Regions from separate parts of the Canis lupus genome. Here region 1 is linked to region 2. The links are chromatin contacts, called in public Hi-C maps. All regions are on one chromosome and are shown on one strand. The core of a region is the stretch at or near the end of the contact, and the rest is flanking DNA. Distances in the headings are between cores, read along the strand shown. Region 1 overlaps CNNM2 (metal transporter CNNM2). Region 2 holds the start of WBP1L (WW domain binding protein 1-like).

Evidence for each region. A called contact is a pair of places that touch in the nucleus more often than the background predicts.
Region 1: a Hi-C map of skin fibroblasts shows a contact between it and region 2, with 3 times the contacts expected there. The contact joins the enhancer-like site here to the promoter of WBP1L in region 2. A contact is called at or near these places in 5 of 9 Hi-C or Micro-C datasets (amygdala, blood and skin fibroblasts).

What each region holds. Positions count from the first base shown.
Region 1 is chr28:15,702,751-15,707,903 of UU_Cfam_GSD_1.0, forward strand. It overlaps CNNM2 (metal transporter CNNM2), which reads left to right. Exons shown (of 7, transcript XM_038578664.1): 6 at 2,047-2,231; 7 at 2,927-3,523. The coding sequence ends at 3,136. Among named protein-coding and RNA genes, the nearest start is that of NT5C2, 110 kb to the right of the region's middle. Within about 2 kb of position 1,726, at least 2 of the 20 cell types and tissues checked have an H3K27ac peak or open chromatin away from gene starts, as enhancers often do.
Region 2 is chr28:15,407,265-15,413,004 of UU_Cfam_GSD_1.0, forward strand. It overlaps WBP1L (WW domain binding protein 1-like), which reads left to right and starts at 1,668. Exons shown (of 4, transcript XM_038578654.1): 1 at 1,668-1,836. The coding sequence starts at 1,747.

The DNA.
Region 1 (5,153 bases), core at 476-2,975, 300 kb after region 2:
GGTTTCTTATCCTTAATTTTTTTTAAGATTTTATTTATTCATGAGAGATACAGAGAGGGAAGCAGAGACAGGGAGAGCGAGAAGCAGGCTCCCTACAGGGAGCCTGTTGCGGGACTCAATCTTGGGACCCTGGGATCACGACCTGACCCAAAGGCAGATGCTCAACCACTGAGTCACCCAGGTGCCCCTTCTTAACCTTTAAATCATCACACCCAAGAGTAAATACTGTCTATAGAAATGCTGGTGCGATCTGGGGCTCAAGCCCAGGGCTACAGTGGAATCCCTTGTTTCAAAAATCAGGTTTGAGGGTTCGATCTGTCAGCCCAGGTGAAGCTTTCCCAAGTACAGGAAGGCTCAGTCCTGGGGGTAGCACAGAGTGGAGAGGCCTGGGATGAGGGCAACAGGAAACAGAGTACTGGTAACAAGGCTTATTGATGGGATATTTATTAAGTGTCAGATGCTGTGCTAAGCACTCTATACATTATCTCCTTTGGAATCCTCATGACTTTATGAGGTGGGAACCATTATCCATCTTTTAATCTGAGGCTTCACGACATCGGGTCATCTGATCAAAGTTCCTTTCTGCTAAGTAGAAAACATGATAAATTATTCATTTGCCCTGTTGTGTTCAAAGATAAGGGAAAGCAACCAGAGGAACGGCTACTCTGAGTTTAATTTGAACAATAGAAAATGGGTTTTGATAAAATTGTAGGGGAAGTGTGCTGTGACAGTTTTAGGAGAAAGTAAACTCGCCCGCTAAAGGTTCAGTGAAGACTCACCGTGTTTTGTCCTGGTCCTATTTTGAGGAGGGACATTTATTGAGTGGAAGGAATATTCGTCAGATGGTGGTCAGGAAGGGGGTGAGGGGTGGCAAAACATGTGGCATGAAGGACATCAGAGCGTTTAGCCTGGAGAAGAGGCTTAAGGCAAACGCAACCATCTTCAGACACTTCAGGGCTGTTTGAAGTAGCAGAGGAACAGCGGCCCTCGTGGGGCTCCGCCAGCCTGAGCCGGGGGACTTTGCTGGGCTGCTGGGCGTGATGACAGATGCGGAAGAGCAGGACCAGCGGAGGGCAGCTCCTCTGGGGGGGGGGGTATACTAGTGAGGGGTCCCCTCCAGTCCTGCGGCATGACGCAGGTCAGGACCTGTCCTCTGTGAACACCCACTTAATATTTGTGGAGTAGATTTGATTGGAAAAGCAAAAATGGAGGAAGCTCCGACGAGGGTGGGGAGTGGGTTATGTCCAACAAAACGTATGTTAGAAGCTCCGGTCAACTTGCCTTTTGAGAGCAGCAACACTAGACTCGCTGAATTCCTTTTCACTTTATTTTAATAAACGAGTCCGGTCCATCTCCTCGCAGACCCCCTCTTACAGCACCTATGCTCCCTCAGGCCTTTGAAGAGTTTGGTGTCGTCTAGTGTTCCCGAAACACCGAGACACCCTTGGGCTGCCCAAAGGGGGATTTTACTGGGGTCAGAGACAAAGATCATAGGTTCGGCTGTGGAGGGAGGTGGTATGAGCACACAGAACTATTTTGATTCCTTTAAAACACGTATTGATTTACCAACATTCTTGAGTACTTTGCTTGTGGCAAAGTAACGGAGGGCTGCCCTCCTGTGCCCTGTGTGGTCTATCCAGCAGCTTCTGTGATTCAGGCCTAGTCGGCCTGAGGCCTGTGCGTCTCGCAGCCCCAGGGGATGCTCCTGACGCAGGTGTGCAGCCTGGGGGCCTCGCTGTCAGAGACTCACTCGGGAGGGATTGTGTGTGCATGAGGGAGAGAGAGAGAGAGAGAGAGAGAGAGAGAGAGGATGTGGGCCTGCAGGAACGGCCGAGCAGCAGAACTGAACAAACCCTCCGGACAGCAGGCCGCCGTCGAGGTGGTGAGCTGTACGGCCCTCGCGTCTGGGTTAAGCTGATTGAACTGGTCTATTAATTACTACTTTCTATTATTTGGAAAATAAAGAGCTGACTGTGTTGGTTCTGTCTACCTCACTTAAAAGGTTATGGGTGGTTTGTTTGTTTGTTTGTTTTCCTCCGTGTCTAGGTGAAAACAAGTCGCCTCCTCGCCCGTGTGGCTTGAATCACTCAGACTCTCTGAGCCGAAGTGACCGGATCGACGCAGTCACGCCGACACTGGGGAGCAGCAACAATCAGCTCACCTCCTCGTTCCTTCAAGTCTACATCCCTGACTACTCAGTGCGGGCCCTCTCTGACCTTCAGTTCGTTAAGGTGAGAGGGGAGCGCGTGCTTTGGCGGGGCCTGGCCGCCGGAGGGGACCTGCTGCAGCCGGTGGTTTGGCTCCCCGGCCCATTTGGGCTGCCCTGCCTCCAGCTCCTGTGCCCAACCGAGACTTAGGCTCCGGAAAACACTTCTCTCCCTGGCTCTGTCAAAAGAGCTGCCAAGTCAGATGTGGCTTTTTCAGGGAGTGAGAGCCAGAGGCAGAAAAAGGAGGAACCTCTCTCAGCAAGTCCTCGTGAGCTCGTGAGTCCAGTGAGTCCGGGTGGCCACAGAAGGGCTGAGGTCGGAGTCTCCGAAGACTTGCTGAGATGGGGTGGGAAGAACCCTCTGTTTCTCTTCTGCCCCAGACGGGGTTCTTTTCTCAGTCTGAAATAAAGGTGTCTTCTGAAGAACGAGCCAACTTCCACTGGTGGAAGCCTGTCTCCATTTTCCAGTCTCTGAAATTTTGAGACGAAAATTTGGAAATGGCTTAGATCAGTAAACACTGACTTGTCCGCCAGAGTTCACTTGAACTTGCAAGGTGACTCAGTTTATACATGAGGATGATATTTTCCTAGAAAAACTTTGAGGGGCCTTTCTGGGGGAGCTGGGGTGGGGGATTTTAACATGTAATGCAAAGTTGAGACAGGAACACGTAAAAATAAGCATTGTCTTCGTTTGTTTTCTGTGCCATCTTCTGGCCCCAGATCTCAAGACAGCAATACCAAAATGCCTTGATGGCATCCCGGATGGACAAAACCCCTCAGTCTTCAGACAGTGAAAACACTAAAATTGAATTGACTCTTACGGAGCTGCACGACGGTTTGCCAGACGAGACCGCCAACCTGCTCAATGAACAGAACTGTGTGACACACAACAAGGCCAACCACAGCCTGCACAGTGAAGGGGCCATCTAGAGCGCCCACCGCTGCCCCTCGCCCCCCAACTCCGGAGGCCCCAGGCCCGCCGACCATGAACCCCATTAGCGTGAGCTTGTGTGCCATGCTGCGTCCTGCAACATCCTGAGACCAAAGACTTTGTCCCCTTCCCGGAAGCCGCCGCGGAGGATGGCCAGGGCGGGCACAGAAGCTAGAGGTGTGACACCAACAGCCAGGACATGGCATTCGAGATTTTGGAGATGAACTTCTTCCACCCAAATAGAATCATGTTTATTTTTTCAGTTGTACCTTCTATCTTTATTCACTCTCCTCCTCCCTCAATTTGCATGAAGTTGAAAATTGTTGCGGTTTATTTTATTTTTTTCCCAAGAGATGATGTTTTTAAACAGTGTCTTTTGCAGAGTTGTACGTTGTTGTGTCTGAAACTCTGCCGTGACTCCGTGAGGTGACCTGAGCCCAACGGACTGGCTGCTCCCCCTCCTCCTCCTCCTCCTCCCCCCCACCCCCCACGGCCGTGTCGCTGTGGAACTTGAAGGATGAATGAAGAAAACTGTCCCGCGGGGGGCGGGGCCTGCACGGCGCCCTCCCCCGGGGCCCCCCTCCGCCGCCTCCGTGAGCTCAGTGTTGTTTTAAGTTAACGTTTAACCGCGTCCTTTCCCTCAGAGAGGTCTAACATTTGCTTGGAATGTGATTTCTGCTCCTCTAAGGAATTTTTATCACCAAAATGAATGTTCATGAATTTTAAGGCCACGGTTTATCATTGGCGAGAGGCAAGCGGGCTGCATCCCGACCGACCTTGCTGCAGCCTGGATCCGCGGCCCCGCGCCCGCAGCCAGGGCGCCCCAGGGCGCAGGCGGAGGTCCTCGGGCCTCGAGGGGCGGGGCCGGGGGGCTCCGTGGGGCGGGGCCGGGGGGCTCCGTGGGGCTGCGCCTCCTCGCCCCTGCCCCTGGGCTCCTGGCCCGGACCGCCGTGCCCCGCCTCCCGCGCGCCCCTCCCGTGCGCCAGGGCCGCTGTGGCCCCAAACAGGGATTCAGAAGCCAAATGTGTGTTGTGGCCATTTCATGTGTGTCTCCGCCTTATTTTAATACCAAATTCATCCCGCGTAGTGAAATTAGTGTCAGGAGATGTTTCTGGAGTGACTGGGTTCCTAACTATCTTATCTGTTCCAAGTGTCAGCCCAAGGGGCCTGTGCGTTTTGTGGGCCACGCCGCCCCCCGAGGTGGGCTCCTCCGACGCAGTGACCGCAGGGCCGCCCGCGCGCTTCTAGGTCCTAGCCCAGAAGCCAGGGCTCTCCCCTGGGTCCCGCTGACTGAAGGGAAGGCCTGGGCCCGGCAGCGGGTTCCTCCTCCCTCTTCAAGGTAGGAGTGTGTCCCCCCAGGTAGGGCTTGGGGAGGATGCGAGCTGGGTTGGGAGCCCCCAGCAGCGCCCAGGCTCGCCTCCCGACGAGCAGTGTGGTGGCTCCTGTGTCACAGGCACGTTGACCACAGTATTTCCTCCGGGATGTCCGCCCGGAGGGTCTTCCTCATAGGGTGCCATCCCCCTTGGTGAGGGTCACGGGGTGCCCCCTAAGGGGGCTGAGTGGCCCACTACTGGCACCCAACCTGCCGCCATGGGATGGAGCCCCCACTCTGTAGCTTCAGGTTAGTGGGACCCTGCACCCCGAGTATCCCCTTTTATAAACAGATCCATCCAAGAGCAGGTCTGTTTCTAAGACGCATCTAGCCAAGCACAACCCCAGTGTGGTGTGGGAACTGGGACTATCCCCGTAAGGAAGTGAACCGTGGGTCTTGCAAGGGGAGCGGCCCCCCTCCAAGCACAACCCGCTGGGTTGGTGGAGCCTGGCCCTGCCACGCCGGGGTTCCTCTGACTTTCGGGAACTCTGCCCCCTTGGCCCAGTCCCTGCTGATCTGCCTTTCCACATGCGGCCTGTCTCAGGGTGCCTTGCTACTGGAAGGAGCTGCTGGAAGCAGGGTTAATGTGTTGGGTCTTTTTCAGAGCCCCCACGGTTCCTCTGTGAATCCTAAAGCTCTGTGAG
Region 2 (5,740 bases), core at 418-2,917:
TTCACTTTTACCTGTTTTCTACTTTGCCACCATTTAAGCCAAGAACAAACTCCCTCTGGGCTCAGCTATGGGCTAGACTAGGCCAACCTGCAAAATGGTTTGGCAGGATTTTGAGAGGAAATTGGCAGCTACAGGCATCTGGCTTCTCCAGCCTAGGTCTTCATTTGTTCATTTACTTTACCAACATTGTTGGGCTCGTGGTTGGGCCTTGTACAGGATGTTGTAGGGATTTCTCAAAAAAAAAAAAAAAAAAAAAAAAAAGAGTAAGACTTGCTGTGCTATACAAGAAGCTGCAGATTTAGCGGGAGGCGTCAGCCAGGCAGATATTATAGATCAGATATAATGTGTGTTAGTGTTATGAGATTCCAGAAGAAACAAGGGCGGTGGGGGGGGGGGGAGCTAGGAGTTTATAAACAGAGAACTATATGGCAATGTGTACTATAGCGCAGCACACTGGGGATCTCTTAAGTGTTTGGTGTAAGTGTGGGAAAACGTAGTGGCGGAAGTTTATGAGATAAAAAGGAGGAGGCAAGGATCAGGACACAAGAGAGGACCATATTGAGGAGATTGGACTACATATGCCCTAGGTAGTTTTAGTATTTTAAGAGAGATAGCCTTAAGACAATGATGTTTGGCTTCGTCTAGAACACCCTTGCTGGGGAGCGCAGCAGGAATTGAGAGGGAAGGCTTGGCAACTAGGGCCAGCAGGGGAGGCCGTTTATATTTTGCAAGATGAGGGGATCCCTGGGTGGCGCAGCGGTTTGGCGCCTGCCTTTGGCCCAGGGCGCGATCCTGGAGACCCGGGATCGAATCCCACGTCGGGCTCCCGGTGCATGGAGCCTGCTTCTCCCTCTGCCTGTGTCTCTGCCTCTCTCTCGCTCTCTGATGACTATCATAAATAAATAAGTTAATTAAAAAATTTTATATTTTGCAAGATGAGATATGTGGATGGAAACAATGGGAGTGGATTTCAGATCTGTTTCTAAGGTGGAATCAACAGAATTTTGTTCCCGAGACTTGGGGTGACACAGCACCATGCCTCAGGTAAAGCTACTATTTCGTAGAATTCAAATTAACCTTAAACTACCACTCGGGCGTCTTGAGACCACGGAGAGGGACCCTGGTACCAGGGCTGCGCTTCAAAGCAAAGACGTCAAAAGATTTTTTAGACTGCAGTTGTTTTCTTCTTAAGGAGCGCCTGTTACCTTCTAAAACACAATCTCTTTTCTGACGCTCTTTAGAATCACTTTACCCCTTCCCTTTCTTTGCTGAAGTGCGGCAATCTACTACTTCCGCCACGCTCAAGATGGCGGCACCCGGATTAGAGGCTTGTCAACGCTCGTACCAAGTGGCCCCGCCCCCGATCGGAGCTACTTCCGCCACTCTCGGTGGCGTGGGAGGCATTTACACCACCATGCCGCACTCAAGATGGCCCGGCTTCCTCCCACTTTTCATTGGCTAGATCCCTCCGGTCTTCCGTCTTCACGGGGGGGCGGAACTTCTATTTGATCGACAGCTATTTTGGTCAATGGGAGAAGGGCAGGGGCCCACGAAGGGCTGGAACTGGAGAGCCTGCCCGGGGTGTGGGAGGGTGTTTGGGCTGGGGCGGGGTGGAGCAGAGCCGGAAGCGGGAGGGGAGAGTGAAACAGGAAAAGAAGGGAAGAAGGAAGAAGAGGGAAGAGGAGGAGAGGGAGGAGGAGGAGGGAGGTGGCGGCGCCGTGGCGGAGGAGCAGGAGCAGGAGGGGGATGGAGAGGAGAAGGCTCCTGGGTGGCATGGCGCTCCTGCTCCTCCAGGCGCTGCCCAGCCCCCTGTCAGCCAGGGCTGAACCCCCGCAGGTAAGGGGGAGGGGGCGTCCGGGCCAGCCTGGGGGCCTGGGGGTCGTCGAGGCCTGGCTGGAGGGGGCTGAAGACGGCGTCGCTGCCTGGCTGGAGGGGGCCGGAGGAGTGCTGCTGCCAGGAGTTGAGGGGTCCCGAGAGGGGCCCCCGTGCCTGGCGTGGACAGGCTCGAGGGGGGCGTCGGTGTTGAGCTGGGGACACCTGTTTGGGTGTCAGGGAAGTGGCGGAGGCGCGGTGCTCAGCGAGTGAGGGGCCTTTGAGAGGGCAGTTAGGTCAGGTGGCTGGGATGACTGCCTGGATAGTGGTGCGAGGCTGAGGCTCGGGGGGCGCGTTCGTGTCCCCCCGGGCAGCGGGTCTCCGAGGCAGTGAGTGATGCAGTGTGTACGTGTGTGCGGGCAGGGGTACGGCGGCTGTTGAGCTGGCCTGAGACGGAGGAGGGGCTGAGAGGATATTTATTTCAAGCTGGACGGGGAAAAGTTCCGAGGGCATCTTGGCTCCATTTTTAACGTGTTGGAGGCAAGAGGTTGGAGGCCAGACTCTTGGAAGGCCTGCGGGATGAAGTGGATCGGGACCCCTCAGGATGAGGGCACAGTGGAGCTATTACAAGCTCTTGCTGTTAGGCTGGCTGGCCTGGGAAAGCCAGCCACTGATGCTGATCTAGGCCAGTTCAGGGCTTTTGAGCAAAGGGTGGTGCTGCTGCCAATATGGGCAGCAAATGGAGCACCCCAGCTTTTCTTGCTGGGTGGCTTGCTTTTTATCCAGGCAGAGAAGCTTGCTTGTGCTGATTCCAGCTCCGGCTGGCATTTCGAAACCCTAATGGGAGCATTACTCCTGGTGCCAAGTTGGGTGGGGTGCAGTAGGGGGAATCACCCCTCCTTCCCTTGCATTTGGCAAGGCTTTACCATTCTATTTTCTTCAGTTTCTGTTCTCTTCCCTGTCTTTTCAGAAGGGAATAGACACACACACTCACTTTCGCACACGGCTGATGGCAGAGTCCGTACAGCTTGGTGCTTGAACTTTGCGTTGTGATCAAGAGTAGAAGCAGAGTTCCAGCAAAAATGCTTATCTTTTCCCTAGGAGTTTATGGGCTGCCTTTTCACATCTGCATCTTGTTTTGCCCGCCTAGTATCCTTTCTTTTAAAAATTAGTTTTTAAAATGGAACGATATTCGTATGACAGAAACCATGTAAAACCATTTTACCACTTTAAAGTGAACAACTCAGTGGTGTTTTGTACATTCACAATGTTATGCAACCACTACATCTAGTTCCAAAACATTTTCATCACTTCAAAAGAAAACCCCCTACCCCGTAAGCAGTTCCTCCCTAATTTCCCTTTCCCCCAGATCCTGGCAGCCACCAATCTGTTTTCTGTCTCTGTGGATTTACCTATTCAGGATATTGTATATAAATGGAATCCTACACTTTGTGATATTTTGTGTCCGTGTTCTTTCCCTTAACATAATGTTCTTGAGATTCATCTACATTGTAGCAGGTGCCAGTACTTCATTCCTTTATTGTGGCCGAATAGTATTCCACTGTATGACTGTACCACAATTTGTTATTTATCTGTTGAAGTATCCTCTGTTTCCCCCACCAGAATCTATTTCTGTATATTTGAAATAGCATGTGAAAGAACTAGAGCTTATTTTCTGGCCCAACATATTCCCTTTTGTAGGGCTGGGACCCTTCCATTTTAATAATAGCTGCTGGTCAATGCTAGCATCAAGGAGATGTTGTTGGGGTTCTTTTCCCTAGCTAAAATCATAAACTGGCAGGAGAAATAAATTTTATTTCTTGGAAAAGTCAGAACCCTTAGGACTGATAAAGTTAAGAAGTACAGATGTTGGGGCACGTGGGTAGCTCAGTTGGTTGAGTGTCTGACTTTTGATTTCAGCTTGGGTTGTGGGATTGAGCCCCTGGTCAGGCTTCTCATTCAGCAAGGAGTCTGCTGGAGATTCTCTCTTCCTCTCCCTCTCCCTCTCCCCCTTCCCCCAATGTGCACTCTTACTCTCTCTCTAAAATAAATAAATAAATAAATCTTAAAAAATATATAGATGTTGACAGAACAAAATATAGAACAAACTTACTGCTTCGCCTTTGCATCTATTTCTACATTTAGGTAAAGAAAGGGTGTTCTCAATATCCAGTAATAATACTGCTAGAGGGTTAATTTAAGAATATTGGAGCCTTAGGAGATCGGAGCCATGGGCTTGTGGATGCTTCACCCCAATGGAAGAACAGTGGTGGGCCTCTGAGTTGACAGTGGGAACCAGATCCACTTCTTTGGCAGTGGAAGGATGGAAAGTGGAGGTGCCAGCAGGTCACAGAAGCTTTGGAGTTGGCAAGAAGATATGGGAGGGGATCTTCAATGTCATGCCCTAATTGCAGTTTATCGATCATAGGCCGCTTTCTTATCATTTCTCTGGCACTTCCAATACTTATTTTGGGGACAGGGTGGCTTTTGTACTTTGTTCCATTTGGATGGATGCTAGCACTGACCAGCAGCTATTATGTGGTTACAGTTCCTGCAGAGAAGAGAACGTTTCGTAATGAGTGGGTTCCCTCTTCCCGACCACCCTCATACCCAGTGCTCCGATCCCCACCTTGTACCCTTGTCTCTTTCTGCCCATGAGTACTAGATATCTATAGTGACATTTGTGTTTTGAATTTTAACCTTTGGAATGGAAGCTACTATATAATTATTAACTCTGAATCCACCACTGTTTAGTCAATTTGTTTTTTGTTTTGTTTGGGTTTTTGTTGATTTTTGCCTGTGAAATCTGTGAAGAGGGGCACCGGGGTGGCTCAGTCGGTTAAGTGTCTGCCTTTGGCTCAGGTCATGATCCCAGCATCCTGGGATTGAGCCCTGCCTTAGGCTCCCTGCTTAGTCGGGAATCTGCTTTTCCCTCCCCCTGCTCCTGCACTCTCATTCTCTCTCTCTCTCCTCTCCTTCTCAAATATATAAATAAAATCTTAAAAAAAAAAAAAATAGTGGGATCCCTGGGTGGCGCAGCGGTTTAGCGCCTGCCTTTGGCCCGGGGCGCGATCCTGGAGACCCGGAATCGAATCCCACGTCGGGCTCCCGGTGCATGGAGCCTGCTTCTCCCTCTGCCTGTGTCTCTGCCTCTCTCTCTCTCTCTCTGTGTGTGACTATCATGAATAAATAAAAAAAAAATTTAAAAAAATAGTGAAGAAGAAAAATATTCAGAGACCATTTTGACATAGGATGCACTTCAGGTACTCACTGTCCTTATTTCAACAAGGGACTTTCAACTAACTGAATTGAGGAGGACTTGCTCTACTCATTCTGTATTGAACATGGTGTGGGTGTCTTACTGTGCTTTCGTTTACAGCCATACCATCCTGAACGTGCCCGATCTAGTCTTACAGTGATTTTTTCCCTTTGAAGTGCCTTTATCAAATACAATCTTTATATACTACACATACGTATCTAATATCAGAAATATATGGTATACGTATTTATATAACACACAGTGGCTTGCTTTCCCTGTTACCAGCTCTCCACTGGAACTATCATTTCTGGCCCAGAAACGGTATCAGCCTAGCTCACTTCTGAGATTATGAACTTAGACTTAACGCTCCTTACTGTGACTCAGGTGTTATTCCTTAAATCCATAAAGAATAAAAAAAAGTAGTCGAGTTGCCAGTGAGCCCTTGGCATTTGTCTCTTCTAGTTAAGTAAGTATCGAGATACATAGAGTTTCTTTCTATTGTTGGTTAGATTCAACTAGAACAATCTGACCATGTTATTTAAAATAACGTTTTAGGGGCAGCCCGGGTGGCTAAGTGGTTTAGTGCTGCCTTCAGTCCAGGGCCTGATCCTGGAGACCCAGGATCGAGTCCCACGTCAGGCTCCCTGCATGGAGTCTGCTTCTCTGTCT